2 separate regions of the Triticum aestivum genome follow, and region 1 is linked to region 2. Evidence: chromatin contacts called from public Hi-C data. All regions are on one chromosome and are shown on one strand. Each heading gives the region's core, a stretch centred on a gene start, on an enhancer-like site or on the middle of the called end of the contact. The rest is flanking DNA. Distances are from core to core; before and after follow the strand shown. Region 1 has its middle 33 kb from the start of LOC123092263. Region 2 holds the start of LOC123092263 (protein ETHYLENE-INSENSITIVE 3-like 1a).

Region 1 (5,004 bases), core at 2,169-4,668, 34 kb after region 2:
CCGCTGGAGGTTCTCCAGTCGAGTGCGTTCAGCCAAGTTGGCCAAACGCGCCTCTTCCAAAGCACGAGCCTCAGGAGTTTCTCCTGTGATGGGAGTATGCAGGGCATCCATGTTCCGGCGGTGAAGATCTTCTCTTTGCTGAGAAGTGAGTGGCTCGGGTTGATACTCTTCGTGGGCCTGTGCGGGGTCGCCTCCGTCGTCCATACCGTCAGTGCGGGGGAAACCGGGAGGGCTACAAGGCCCGTTGACCATCAGGACCTCCACCGCTGGATCACTGCTGTCGCACTCGGATGTAGTCTCCACGGAGCCAGTCGACAGATCGAACAGGCCGTAGAGAGACTCGTCGGGCTCAATTGCCGCGACTTGGGTGGTGGCCGATTGGCGAGCCACTGCGTGTCTCACCCACCGCTGAAGTCTCGACCGACCGGAGCGCTTGTGCTGGCGGGAGACAGGGAGGGAGGACGGCACAGGAGTCAACCGGTATGGGGTCGACGGCTGCCGCAGCAGGACGCCGCGGACACACGCCCGAAAGTGCGTCGCCCCGCGGACGGGGAGCGCATCGATGTCGAGTGGTGCCTCCTGGAGCCAAGCGGAGTCGTCGGCGGCGAAAGCGAGCGCACCGAGACGGATCTCGCGGCCCTCGATCAGAGCTCCGCCAGAAACCATGATGAAGGCAATCGAACAAATTGCAACTTCTCCAAAAAGTCGCTAAGACACCTGCCCCACGGTGGGCGCCAACTTTTGTGGTTCTAAGTCTGACAGTAGAATGGGGGTAGGTATGGAGAGACAAGGTCCTAGCTATGGAGTAGTTGTACACACGAGTATTTAACGAGTTCAGGCCCTTCTCGGAGGAAGTAATAGCCTTACGTCTCGGAGCCCAGAGGCGGTCGACTGGTTTCTGTGTATATGAGTTACAGGGGTGCGAACCCTTTACACTGAGGAGGGGGGTGGCTTATATAGAGTTCGCCAGACCCCTCCGGCCCTCAGTTATGCAGGGTTTAAAGTACATTTAGACAGGGGGTTACTGGTAACGCCCTCATAAAACACCATGAAGACTTTAGGTCTCCTAGCCGTCGAGTGGTTAGCTTCATGGTCGAGTGGCTATCTCCATCGTCGAGTGAAGTCCCTCTTGGTCGACTGGAAGGTAGCTTCTTCTAAGGATGTCCTTGGGTAGGGTACCTAGGGTAGGACCATGACCCTACCCTAGGTACATGACTTCATCAGGCGGCGCGCGGCGCGGAGGCGGCGGCGCGGGGGCGGGCCGGCCTAGCTCGGCTGGGCCTTCGGCCCAGTCGGGCACGGGATTTTTTTTAAATAAATCCGCCGAACAGAAAATAAATTCTAGATAAATAAATAAAAATCTAAAAATGCCAAAACAAACTTTCACCGTCTAAATAAAATATTTAGAACGAGACGAACATTTTCTTGGCCCTAAAATGCAGTTTTGAAAAACGTGTAATTTTTCCTAAATTCAAATAAAATAGCAAAACTCCAAAATAAATCTTATTTGATTTTTCTATTAAATCCTTAATATTTCTTTATTTTTGGGAAAGTCATTTTATTCCCTCTCTCATATTTTTTAATAGAAATAATTAAAGATAAAATAAATAAAATCAAATGATCCTATTTTCAAAATTTGAGAAACCCAAATATGAAAATAATGAAATCCCCAACTCTCTCCGAGGGTCCTTGAGTTGCATAGAATTTCCAGGATCGAACCAAAAGCAATTAAAATATGATATGCATTGATGATCTAGTGTATAACATTCCAAATTAAAAATTTGGAATGTTACAAACCTACCCCCCTAAGATGAATCTCGCCCTCGAGATTCGGGTATCTCGCCCTCGAGATTCGGGTTGGTTAGAAAATAGGTGAGGGTGGTCCTTCAGCAGATCTTCCTCTCGCTCCCAGGTGGCTTCATCCTCGGTGTGGTGGCTCCACTGAACTTTGCAAAACTTAATAACCTTGTTGCGGGTGACTCGGCTGGCATACTTGAGAATCTTGACTGGTTTCTTCTCATAGGTCAAATCACTATCCAACTGAATCGCTTCCAGCGGCACTGTATCTCTCAGCGGTATATCAGCCATCTCTGCGTGACACTTCTTAAACTGGAAAACGTGGAACACATCGTGAACTCCTGACAATCTTTCGGGCAATTTCAACTTGTAGGCAACTTCTCCCATACGCTTCAAAATTTTGTATGATCCCACAAAACGTGGTGCTAACTTTCGAATCAACACACTAGAAGTACACGACAAAAGGAAACAACGTTGGAGCCAGCTCAACTTGCTTTTGTACACATGGATTTTGCAGCTTTCCTACATAGATTATGTGGCGGCATTATCCGTAAAATTGTTGTGTAATCCCGAGCTCCAGAATTGTGGCTTGCCTCGGCTCCGAACTGTACATGCCACTTGGCCGTCTTGATAAAAAGCAAAGGATACATATTCAAGTTGGTGCTTTTTTTGCTCTCAATAAATCGGGTAATGTCTTTCACCCACTTCTGAATCACCTGTCCCCTTCGGTGGTAGTGAGCAACAAGTGCTCCAAGTGGGGCATGAGCAATAGCAACATGATTATAATGGGAAATCCCGAATGATCCCGGGTGGGCACGGCAGCCGAGATTCTTTTTTGTGGAAAATAAAATCTAAAATAATCCTTGAATTTATACTGTAATTCTGAATTAAACCTTAAACTTAAAATTCCTGAAACCGTAGTACTCTCTAATCCCGGTTTATCCTGGTTGAATTTTGCTAAATGTTCGTGTGGCGCCGAAAAAAAGGACATGGTGATCTATTGCCGTTGCGAACCTGCTGCTGTGGAGCCAATGAAAACAGCCGTACCCAGCCACTGAAGTTCACAGTTTCACCGTGCTCGCTTTTGGCTCCCTTTTCGTAATGAGTCTAGCATGCATCGGTGACGTGCCAACTTTTTTGTGACTGACATTTATCTAAGCAAAATAGACGATATACTTCTTTTATCGGGTGATATTGACATGTAATCACATTAGAAAAAAAATTGGCAGCCAGTCTATAAGGTTGTAGTGCGGGTGAGGTCATTACGATACTCCCGCCCCAACTCGGCACTAAAAATAATCACCATTATCGCCACGTGGGGAATACAGCTAGCGTTGTCAACTTAGTACTTTTACAAAAAGAAAAAACGTATTGTCATCTGATCTCAGCGATATGATTTAATATCTCTGCGCATTACGTGTGTTGTATTTTCTCCTGTTTTCTACGAGAACTTTCAGCTGCTCTGAGCAAACATGACGTATGCACCAACAGGAGACGCGTGTGGCCGCGTAGAGACGCAGGTCCACCGTGTACCAGCTAAATATGACACTCATTTGCCGTGCTTCCGTTCTGAATCTCCTACCATAGCACCCCAAACACCCATATGAAGCTCCGCTGGGCACGTCGGGGTCTAGCCCCACGGCCACGGCCACGCGGCCACGCCCACGCGCAGCCGCAGGGGGTGGACCATGTCCCAGTTCCACGATGGGATCCAACTCTCTAGTTTCGCCTTCGTGTCCGCAGGAGTACGTAGCGTCTTTCCTTGCCTTTTTTCCCTCCACATTAGTGTGACTATGAAAGGCTACTTTGCGAAAGTTATCGGCTAAAGTTTGGGAGGAAAAGAAAAAAAGGAAGCGAACTCTACAAATTACAGGGTGTTCGTATGAAAAACAGGCCAAGGGCAACCCTAGCAGAGTCGTCATCGGGCCACATGGTGCCGCCGTCGCAAGGTGCGGCTTTGTCCAAAGTGTGTCGTGGGACTAGAAAGGAGGGACCTTTCCGTCCCGCCGCGGGTTACTGATGTGTGTGTGGATTGGTAATTGGTGCTCGTATGCGGGGGCGAGGATGGGGCATTGGACACTGGAGCGGCGGCCCCGAGTGGTGGTCTGTCTGGTTGGCTCTTCAACGAGCTTCTTGGCAATGTTCCTTGGTCGTGTGGGCGGCCAGGATGTTGCGGTGGGTGGTCATGATGTTGTTGGTACTTCGGCTGTGGTGGCTCCAAGTGGAGGTCTGGCTTCATGGCAATAAGCCTATCCTCGGGGTCAGTGACGAATCCAGAAAGAAAACGAAGGGTGGGCTCAAAGTTAACGGCGAGAAAACTAACATCATTTAAAAAACATTTCGGTAAAAAAACATTATCTCCTAATCCTATTGTCCAAATAAGCTAATATTTTGCCAAAGTACTAACAAAAACATATGTACTAATTTTCTAGGTTTTTTAATATAAAATTTTGAACGGAAGTTTAAATCTATCTACCTAAGTAGTCGTTATCTCCTAGTCCTTTTTTGCTCCAAACAAGGTAAAAAGCTTTCCTAGATTACTAGTGGAAACATGAAGTATTCCCTAGATACTTCTAAAGAAGTATATATAAAATTTTAACCAAATTCTGAATTTATTTAGCAAAATATACTCATTATCTCTCAGTACTTTTTCTTCAAATAAGCTCAAAATTTGCCAAATTGCTACTATATATTTGCTGTTGTGCTGTTCGCTACTTGCCTGTGGGTTGTTGGTGTTGATCAGGCTGAGAATGAGAGATTGGGTTGCTGACTTGCTGGGCTAGGACGCGTAGTAGTGATTTTTTCTGTATATTTGGAGGGTAGGCTCTAGTCTGTGGAGGCCCCCCTACTGGACTCGCCACTGGTCGGGGTGGACCGGTGCTTGCGATTCCTCGGTGTGACGTGGGTGGGAGGCTTCAGGTGAAAGCTCTGCTCTTCAACGCCAGCGGCGGCGATGCTCGTGGGTGTCGCGTCCATCTTGAGGATGTCGCTATGGTCCCTCTCCCGCCGCAGGGATTTGGATGAAAACGCTTGACCGATCTTCGGTCTCGGCGGCGGCGACACGTTGCGCCATCACCCTATTGACGACGTTGCCATGGAGCCCAGGTTTATTCCGGTCACGCTTCGTCGATATCGACGAGCTAGTTAGGTTCATATCTCGAAGCGTCTTTAACTCTGGCATTAGGCGGTCTCGCTTGCCTCCTAATC
Region 2 (4,471 bases), core at 1,450-3,949:
GGCGGACGAGGCGCCGGATCTTCTCGATGTCGGGCGACATGTGCTTGATGACAGCGGTGAGCACGCTCACCTTCCAAGCCTTCTTGAGGTCATGGGGTTTCTTGTACGGGGGCGGGCCCTGGTCCTTGGGGATGCCAAGCTCCGGCCACCACTCCTCGTCGCCGGACGGCCACCATGGAGGAGAGATGCCCTTCTCGAGCGGGAACCTTCGCTGCGGGGGATCGCAGTGCTGCATGAGCGCCGAGAGCAGCGAGCCCAGCGTGGTGTCCTGCAGCTCCTGCAGCGAGTGCGGGCTGGTGGTGCCGGAAGCCAGCTCGCTCTCGGAGCCCGGCATGGCGTTGTCGGCCTGGTACTTGGCGATGGCGGCCGGGCCGTTCCGGTCGAAGCGGACCTTCTCCTTCCACCAGGCACGGAGGTTGTCAGAGGCGCCGCTCACGGGCTTGCCCTTCTCCGGAATGATGCCGTAGACGAACCCCTGGGCGCGGCACACCTCCATCATCTTGAGCATGTACTTGAGGATGCCGTCCTGCGCGCGCGACATCTTCTTGCGGCGCGCCTGCTCCTGCGACTGCCGCGGCTTCAGTCCGTCGCCCACCCCGCCGCCGCCGGCGGCCTGCTCCTTGCCGCGGCTCTGCTGCAGCTCCTTGAGGCGCTTGAGCTTCATGCGGTCGCGCCACATGCGGCGCTCCAGCTCCTCGATGTCATCCACATCGTCGTCGCTGTCGTCCTCCCCGGCGTCCGGGAAGTTGTCAGTCGGCGGGTCCACGAGGTCGCCCTCGCCCATGACGCACTGGTCGCCGGAGGAAGTCTGCGGCATAAGGGAGCCGAAGCCGAGGTTCTTGTCGGCGCCGTTCTGCTGGAGCAGATCCACGAAGTTGTGCACGCCGGAGAAGGCCATGCCCTGATCCATCAGCAGCCCACCTCCCATCATGGTCACTCAAGCAGCTCTTTTTCTCCACAGATAAAATTCCACTTCCTCTACTACTTGTAGCTGGGGTGTTCACCTGCACAGAAGCAAGCAAAGAGGCCAGGTTAATTACTACAAGACTTAAGGCCAGGAGGGGATTACCAACTTATTGCTTGCTGAGTGTAAACGCAATAACTAGGCAACATGTGCAACAAGATTACTAGTGTTAAAGAGGCAATTACAGTTAAGAGCAATAAAGCTTAAAATAGCCATAATACTTTACTAGAGCATCTTAATCAGGTAGTTTTCTTTGAGGGAACTTAATCAGGTAATTAGACGGTGACTTAACACGTATGTGCTCCAGTTCCTGTCTTCTCCTTAAAGAAAACAGCTGGAGCAGTAGTATTAGTTCACAAAACATCCCAGATCTACATAACCCGGAGCCGAGACAATCATGTGGCATAAAAGCAAGTTTGCCGATTGAAGCAAGCGCCGGAAGGCCCGGCCTGCATGTGTTTGGCTAATCAAAACGCACTCGATCTTATCCAACCCACACCACACACACCTCTGCTATGATCCTCTCCTTCACAATTATAGATCATCAACTCGAGGAAGGCAGCGCACGCAACTAGCAGAGGCAACTAATCTAACAGAAGCTTATCTTGTTTTCCTCTGTGACATGATCATATCGGACGGCATAACTAACGGAAATGGGTGTGTTATGCATGACCATATAGGAGTAATACAGCAATGGAAGAATAAGGCAGAAAATTGAACACATGATTGTCCACACAGGGTTTTACCAAAACACAACTGAACTGTTTCCATATAATCCTAGCAGGTCACAAAAACAATTGAATCATGTTTAAGCGTCCTCATGAAAGATTGCTTTGATCCAATCAGTCACAGGGGTTGGCCAAAATGATGAGAAAGCAGGGGAGACACTTTTCAAGGGAAGAAAGCCATCTTTTATGGAGATGTAAATATTTACTTGTACCTAGCCAAACAGGTATGGACAGTTGGAAACAAGAACATGTACCCATGTGCTCACCCAAAAGGAAACAAAGCAGTAGTATAGTCCACAAAAGGGGAAGAAAACAATAGAGAAAATGGATCAAGCAGGCATCAAAACGGAGAAGAGACGGGAAGTTTTCCATCTCCTGATAAGAGAAAACAGGAATAGCATTCCATTCCTGCCTGACAAAACAAAACAAAATAAAATCCTTCCGAAAACGCAGGTGCTACGTATTCCAGATTTCCAGAAGAAAAGAAAGAAGGGAACTCTGGGAATTGGACTCATCCAAAAATATCTCCGTGGAGCAATGAAAAAGAAGAGAGCGAAGAAGCAAAAACTGGAATTGATAACGGCTGCAGAAGCAACTCTAGGACCCCCGAAAATATCTATCTATCTATCTATCCAGAGAGAAAAATACCCAAAAGAACAAGGCATGGTCGCATAGCTAGCCTACCTCAGGCCCTCACCCTAGCCAATCAAGAGCACGGACAAAACACATCATAAAAGGATAGATGAGGAAGAAGAAGCATATGCAGCAGGAAGACATGAACACAAAAGGGAGATGGCAGGGCAGCATGAGCTCACCTGCGTCGATCTCCCACTTGCTAGTTTTATCCGCTTTTCACCTTTGCCATGACCTGGGAGAGCTAGGAAGGGAGGGGAGGAGAGAAAAACAGCGGAGGGAGGGTGGGGGAAAGGTGGGGAGAAGAAGGCACGAGGGAGAGGAGGGGAGACGGGAGATCAGATAAGAACAGGCCAAGGGGAGGGGGGGGGGGGGGGGGGGGGGAGGGGAGACCACGGCGCAAGAGCACAAAGCAGCTAATAGGAAAGGCAAGTGGGTGTGGTGGCGCTCGGGCGCAACAGCGACAGGGACCCTTCCATCTTATAATCGCCCCCTTATATTATGGGAAACGTTTCACTACGGGGCACCGGCCGAAGCTTCGGCCGGTCGCGTCCACGCGCGAACGTACCGAGCGACTCACCTACCGACACGTAGGATGGAGGGCCCGCCCACGTGCGTCTTCTCCCTCCTGTTTCTCTTCTTCCCGTCGCTTGTCTCTCTCTCTCCGCTGCCATGGCCAAGCTTCGCCGACCGGAGACCTCCCAGGGCGCCGCCGCCATGGGAATCAGCGGATCCGGCTGCCCTCGGCCAGATCTGCTCGGATCCGCGCCACCAGATCTGCTCCCGATCCCCTCTTTTCTCTCTCAGCCTAGCGCCTGCTGGCCCTCTTCTTCCTTCCTCAGATCCCGCCGCCGGCCAGCCCAATCCCGTGCAGGTCCCCTCGCCCCCCCCCTCCCCCTATACAAGTTCCCCCCGCACCGGCGAGCCTGAGCTAGAAGCCACCATGCAACTGAAAAAGCTACAGCCGTTCATGCGAAAGCTTCAAACTGTATTTGAAAAAGCTTCAACCGACGAAATAGATAAGTTTCATGCGAACACTACGAAAGAAAAAAAAGCTACAACCATCGGCTTGGAAAGCTTCAACTGTGAATTGAAAAGCTTCAACCCGATTTATACAAGGCTTCAACCAACTCTATAGAAAGCTTCACCCCCATGAGTACACAACGAAAAAAGATGCAATTGTCGACATGAAAAGCTTCAACCGCATTTCTGAAAAGCTTCAACCGTAATTCTGAAAAGCTTCAACCGTATTTCTGAAAAGCTTCTACCAGAGAGACCGCGACAAAAAGCTTCAACCGTATTTCTGAAAAGCTTCAACCGTAATTCTGAAAAGCTTCAACCGTATTTCTGAAAAGCTTCAACCAGAGACCGCGACAAAAAGATTCAACCGTATTTCTGAAAAGCTTCAACCATAATTCTGAAAAGCTTCAACCGTATTTCTGAAAAGCTTCAACCGTATTTCTGAAAAGCTTCAACCAGAGACCGCGACAAAAAGCTTGAATCAGCAACTCACTATTGATGCAACTGACTACTACGGTGGCTTCCCGGCGGAGCTGCAACGGCGACGAACTCCAGGCACCGGCAGGGGTCGATTTTTATTTGCTGGGGTCCATTTTTTTGCTGCATCAGAGGGGCGGGGCCATGGGGCACCTGTGCTCCAACTGGCGAGCGGCGACGGCGAGCAGCGACGGCGAGCGGTGACGGCGACGGCGAGGGCGAGCGGCGAACGGCGACGGGGATGACGACGAGGTAGATGCCCATGGCTGGGTGTGGGGTGGCCCGTGGCGCTTGCCGTTGCTCGATCCGAACACGGAAGGTAGACGATGCGGGGAAGGGGCTCGATCTGACGGTTGGGAGTCAGTGCATCGGACGGCCTGGGCTCGACCGGCCCAACTGTTGGGCCGGCGCACCGGCGCAGATCACTGCCCTTATATTATGGGAAAAAAATGGTACTACTAGTCCCACGCACGAACCGCCACTAAGGATGTGAATCTCGCTGCTAAGTAGAGTAAAAATTTCACGGCCGCGACAGCGCGCCGCCCGGCCTCGGCGAGGTTAAAGAAAAGCTGGGTGGCCTCTCTCCCTGTGACGCGTGGGGTCCCAGTCGGTGCGCTCCGTAACGTGGGGTCGGTGGACCGGGGGGGGG

Evidence for each region. A called contact is a pair of places that touch in the nucleus more often than the background predicts.
Region 1: a Hi-C map of leaf shows a contact between it and region 2, with 3 times the contacts expected there. The contact joins the enhancer-like site here to the promoter of LOC123092263 in region 2. A contact is called at or near these places in 2 of 5 Hi-C or Micro-C datasets (both in leaf).

Annotation. Positions count from the first base shown.
Region 1 is chr4B:383,598,468-383,603,471 of IWGSC CS RefSeq v2.1, forward strand. No RefSeq gene overlaps it. Among protein-coding and RNA genes, the nearest start is that of LOC123092263, 33 kb to the left of the region's middle. Within about 2 kb of position 3,419, at least 4 of the 8 cell types and tissues checked have an H3K27ac peak or open chromatin away from gene starts, as enhancers often do. A contact at or near this core is called in leaf, where this site is marked.
Region 2 is chr4B:383,564,814-383,569,284 of IWGSC CS RefSeq v2.1, forward strand. LOC123092263 (protein ETHYLENE-INSENSITIVE 3-like 1a) reads right to left here and starts at 2,700. Exons shown (of 2, transcript XM_044513974.1): 1 at 2,508-2,700; 2 at 1-1,004. The coding sequence starts at 931.